2 separate regions of the Mus musculus genome follow, and region 2 is linked to region 1. A link is a contact called in public promoter capture Hi-C data. All regions are on one chromosome and are shown on one strand. The core of a region is the stretch at or near the end of the contact, and the rest is flanking DNA. Distances in the headings are between cores, read along the strand shown. Region 1 holds the start of Ncoa4 (nuclear receptor coactivator 4). Region 2 holds the start of 5830448L01Rik (RIKEN cDNA 5830448L01 gene).

Region 1 (2,656 bases), core at 61-2,560:
ATCAAAGGGCCAGAGTTCAGTTCTTAGGGCCCACATCAGGTGACTCACAATGGCTTGTAAGGGGATCTGACACTCTTCTTAAACAAACAAAAAAATCCACAGAGCAAATCAAGCGACCTGCTGAGCAGTACAAATTAGTCTCCTGTTTGTCACACAGGATGAAATTCTTTCCAATGTTCTAATGTACTTTAAAAGTTCAGAAACATCACAGTGGGATGCTAACGGAGAACCAACAGCCTTACCTGTCCCATACACACCCAGGGAAGTAACTCAAAAGGTCTATGACCATACTCCAAATTACCAAGTGGGTGGAAAGTCAAGTCCTTCCAAAAGGACGCCAGGGTGGCAGGCCCTTACCTACTAAACAACACTAGCAGGAGAGCTGTGTGCAGGAGGGTCAGATAACTCCAGCCCCTCTGACTTGTCATTCTTGAGCCATCCTCCCAAGTTCCAGCCTGTAGCACTTAAACCCATACTGTTCCCACCGCAAGGGCTAAGTCACATCAGGGCCGGGAGCACGTCCACTTCTTTACATTACTATATCCTCAGTACCCTAAGCATATAGCAAATGAACGCCCGAGCTATGAATTAATGATTCTGCAAGCTCTCTCTTCTCATCAGCTGAAGGGACGAATCAAACGATTTAAAGGGACTGCTGGGAGAAGGAAACGGATAGTGGGCCTCCAGAAGTCATTCCACCTTGCCAAACCACTAGGAATAGGGGCAAATGTGCACTGGGTCAGTAATGGAAACCAGGCCCGCCTGGGACCAGAGAAACAGGGCTGTCACCGCTATAAACCCAGAGGACAGTCAGGGCAATGTAGGGAAAGGGATGGAAGAGAAGCATTCAGGCTGCAATCGTGGCCCAGGAACGAAACATGTCGACAGGACAGAGGAGAGAAGACAGATCCAGCGCTTGGGCATGAAGGAAAAGTGGTAGCGTCGGGACGAGGGGAGGGAGAGGAGCTCTGGCCTGGCGCGACGCGGGGACTGGAGAGGCGATCACAGCAGACGTGACCTGGGGAAGGGAAGGGCCATTGGGCCCCGCGTGCAGGCAGGTGGGATGGTGGTCCCGGACCCGAGGGTCGGGAAGAATGGAGGGGAGGGCAGGACAGGCCACAGGCCGGAGCGAAGAAGGGCACAGGGCAGAAGAGGAAGCGCGCCCGCCGGCCACTCTCGTCCTTACCGGCTGGCAGCGCTCCTTCCGGTGATCCGAGCGGACCTTAGACCGACCCAGACACTTAGCCGTGGAAGGATCCGGACCCTGAAGACAGAGTTCTCGCGATAGGATGGCCTCCCTACCACGCTTCTCGGTAGTGTTCTGACAGTCTCGCGAGATTTCCTTCCGCGCCTGCGCAAAGTCTTCTTAGAGCTCAACGTGGAGGCATGCAGTAACACTCCCTGCCCTTAGTCTGGATCATTTTCGTGCCTATCAGTAAGTCTCTAATCCCAGCACTCCGGAGGCAGAGGCAGAGGCAGGCGGATTTCTGAGTTCGAGGACAGCCTGGTCTACAGAGTGAGTTCCAGGACAGCCAGGGCTACACAGAGAAACCCTGTCTTGAAAAAAAAAAAAAAAAGCACTTCCTGTTCTTGCAGAGGACCCAGTTTTGGTTCCCAGCCACCTACAGGATGGCTCACAACCACCCATACCTCCTGGTTCCAGTGCCTTCTGACCTCCAAGGGCACCAGGCGTGCACACGGTACAGATGTATATATGCAGGCAAAAAAGAGTCATGCAAATAAAGAAAATAAACTCTTTTTTTCCTCTGGGGTTTGTGGTGGTTTGAGTAAGAATGGCCCTCTCGGGCTCACGTGTTTGAATGCTTACTGATGAGAAGATGGCTCTACTTAGAGTGAGTGTCCTTGTTGGGGTGGGTGTGGCTTTGGGGGAGGAAGTATGTCACTGGGGGTTGGCTTTGAGGCTTCAGAAGTCCAAGCCAGGCTTAGTGGCTCACTCTTTCTTTCTGCTGCATGTGGATCTGGATGTAGTACTCTGAGCTACTTCTGCCTGCAGGCCACCCTGCTTTATGCCATGCTGATAATGGACAAAGCCTCTGAAATGGTAAAGATGGCCCAGGCAAATGCTTCCTTTTGTAAGAGTTGCCATGGTCATGGTGTCTCTTCACAGCAATAAAACAGTGACTAAGACAAGGCTGATGGGCTTTATAACTTAGGAAAAACATGCTACATTTTTTTTTAAATATTGAGTAAATAAATGTCAGAATTAATGTTACAGTTTCAAGTCAGTGTATTTTAGCTGGTCTGTATGCCACACCTAACTGACCCTAGAGCTAGGCCCCACCACCCACAGAAGTCCGGCTTCTGAGTTTCCTGTCAGACTGCGTGAGGTCTAGAGAGCCCCTTCTCCAGTATCTCTAACCTGTTCTAACCTTATGCAAACACAGTGTGATGTGGGGACTCGATAAAGAGGGGGTACCTAAGTAACTGGAAGGAAGGATAAATGAGAGTACCAGGGACAAAGAAGAAGTCTGGTTTCATCATGAACACACATGCTTTTTTCCATTGTAAAGCAGAAACAGATGGTTCTGAGCCACCATGTGGTTGCTGGGAACTCAGAACCTCTGGAAGAGCTTCGGGGCTCTTAACCACTGAACCACTTCTCTAGCCTAAACCAGAAACAAGATGCAGGCAGAAG
Region 2 (2,656 bases), core at 46-2,545, 2.5 Mb before region 1:
TTTCAAATATTTTTGAGCTACACTTTTAGTATTTCTATTAAGTTCTTATAACTTAACGAATCACTATCCAATTTAGTTCAGCAAATATTCAGAAGACAACTCACCACCACCCTAATGTTTGAAAGGAAAACAACTCTGATCAGATAAAATAATAATTTAGTCATCGTACACATCTGTGCTAAAAGAAATTTTAGCTTTCCTCAGAGAGTTTCCATTTTGTAGTTCTGAACACTAACAAGCTTCATTGTCTTTCTTGTTAAGTATAGCCTATTAAACAAAACCAAGTGTAATTGGGCAGCTGCCAAAGGCAAGAAAAGTCATTTCTTTAAGCTGACTACAGACACGCAGACCTACACACATATATACATTCCAACAAAGTTGGAATGTTTTGGGCACACATACATGGCAATCATCTAAAAATGCTGACTAAAGCCAAAAAAAAAAAAAAATCTAGACTTGATCTTCTTTATGACATCTGAAAAACTCACCGTAAAAAACAGTAAAGCATTCACTGTGCAAGATTAAGATCTGCAAATGAATATATGATACTGAGCTAAGTAATAAGACAACTGTATTTTTAAAAGATCACGTCTCAGAAATATTCGCTGATGTATTAACATCATTAAATATTGATGAAATATCAGTGATTTTTTTAATATTAAGGAATGGGGAGCGTACTGATTAGAAAATATGGTTGAGTTATTATGTACAGAATCCAGGAGATATGAGTACAAGAGTTACGTGATTGCTTTTACTGTTTTCCATAACGTCCATTTTAAAAAGTCAGCAGACTACTGCGATGGCATTATCTAAGCTTAACATATGTACAAATTCAGCATATATATTTGGCATGACGTTTTACGCACATTTCAGACACACTATCTTGTTCTGGCTTCAAATTTCACCAACAGTCCTAACTAAAAAGGAAAAGAAGGTTCACAACTGATTGTTTTCGATTTGGGAGGCCTTCGCTTCATCCCAAAGCCCAGCTGACTTTTGATGGAAGTGCACTGCGATTTAAATTAGGGAAAGGGTATACAAAACAACCAACCAACCTCCTTACACTGAAGCTGTAAAGAAACCTAGCCACTTCCAGGAAAGACACCCAAGGTAATGCATTAGGGGGGCTTCAATAAAGAGAGGAGAGTGGAATGGGCAAACAGAAACCCTCACCTGAGGCTGCGAGTGCGCCCGGAGGCTGGAGCCGAGACACCCCTCGGGCTGGACACTCACGCAACTTTTCTCCTCCCAACCCCCACAGCCTAGGAAAGGGATGTCGCTTCGGACGCCCCGGAAGCTTCTGCTACCGAGTCCCCGAAGCAAGGCCTCTCGGTGACGGCTAGAGGCGGAGGAGACGACGGGGAAAAAGAATTCGGGACTCAAATCAACCGGACCGGGTTTGGAAAAGAGAAGTCAAATCAAGTAGCCGGAGAAGAACTCAAAAGGCAAAATTAAGAGGTGGGAAGGGAAAGAGTTTCTTGCGATCCTCCGGTGCCCAACTTCCTTAGAAGCCAGGTGAGCAACGAGCCTCGCGCCGCCCCTGCCGCCTCCACCCGCCCCAACTCACTCCGGGCCTAGGCAGCCGCCCGAGACCTCACTTACCCTCGGCGCCTGGCGGGTGCTTTGGCCTCGGGCCGCCTCCGCCTCTCCGGCTCCCAACGGCCCGCGGGCGGGCGCGGGAGCCCCGCGCGAGAGACCAGTGCCGACCGGTGCCACCGAGAGGGGCGAGGGGCTCTGCTGCCGTCACAGTCCGCGGCTCCGCTTCGGTAAATAGGAAGCTCGGGCGACAGGGGGGGTGGGGGGTGAGCGGCGGCCCCGCAACTTCCCTCCCCACCTCAGGCGCGCCGGCCGGACAGGGCCTAGGCCTCCCTGGCGGCCGCCGCCGGTGCCGAGCCCGCTACGTGCCCCCGCTGGGCCGCCGCCGCCTTCTGCGCCGCCGCCTCCGCCGGTGAATGGTCAGCGCTGGAGTTTGAACAGGGCCCTGAACCATCTCAACGCCATTTGCGCTCCCGGCCCCCCACCTCCTTCCTCCAACAGCCGCTCGCTCCGTCACTCCGCTTCCCACAGGCCCCGCGCGGCCGCCCGACTCCGCAGCCAATCGTACGGCCTCTTACTCAAACCGCCGCGCAGGCGCCGCGCCCCGCACGCGCCGGCTACCACCATTGGTCGGACCGCGTGGCCCGACGGGAGTTGTAGTTCTCTCTTCCGCAAGGTCCTGGTGTCTAAAGCCCGGTTCCGGAGCTGGCGAACGGTATAGGTTCTGGCTAAGGGCCTGCTGGACTTCACCGACTCCGGAGCCAGTCCCAGTTCCTAGCCACGCGACGAGACGCAGGTGCAGCGCGGGAAGGCTCGCGGCACAGTGCAGGCAGCTGTGTCAATCGTTTCCCCTCCAGGGACCCTCCGGTGTCTAGGGACAGAGACTTGTGCAGCTGCGCCGAGCCTGCTGGGCCACCGCCCGGACCTTGGAGGCGGGGAACTTGGGGCCGCCTTTGACCTGGTCTGACGGTGCGAGAGAGCCAACGCAGGTAAACGAGCAGCGAAACCTGGAGCAGTCGGGTGCTGGTCTCCTCGCAGCCGGGATCCGCTTCAGCCGGCCACTTCATCCTCTCTCTCCTTTCTTGTTCAGTCCCCACTACGGAGTTCTGTCCCCTACCTG

What was found. Promoter capture Hi-C pulls out the DNA fragments that hold promoters and counts their contacts.
Region 2: a contact with region 1 is called in a promoter capture Hi-C map of pre-B cells, with 5 times the contacts expected there. The contact joins the promoter of 5830448L01Rik here to the promoter of Ncoa4 in region 1.

What each region holds. Positions count from the first base shown.
Region 1 is chr14:32,158,541-32,161,196 of GRCm38.p6, reverse strand. It overlaps Ncoa4 (nuclear receptor coactivator 4), which reads right to left and starts at 1,310. Exons shown (of 10, transcript NM_001033988.2): 1 at 1,187-1,310.
Region 2 is chr14:34,673,307-34,675,962 of GRCm38.p6, reverse strand. It overlaps 5830448L01Rik (RIKEN cDNA 5830448L01 gene), which reads left to right and starts at 1,295. Exons shown (of 1, transcript NR_165636.1): 1 at 1,295-2,656. Wapl (WAPL cohesin release factor) reads right to left here and starts at 2,035. Exons shown (of 19, transcript NM_001004436.4): 1 at 1,603-2,035.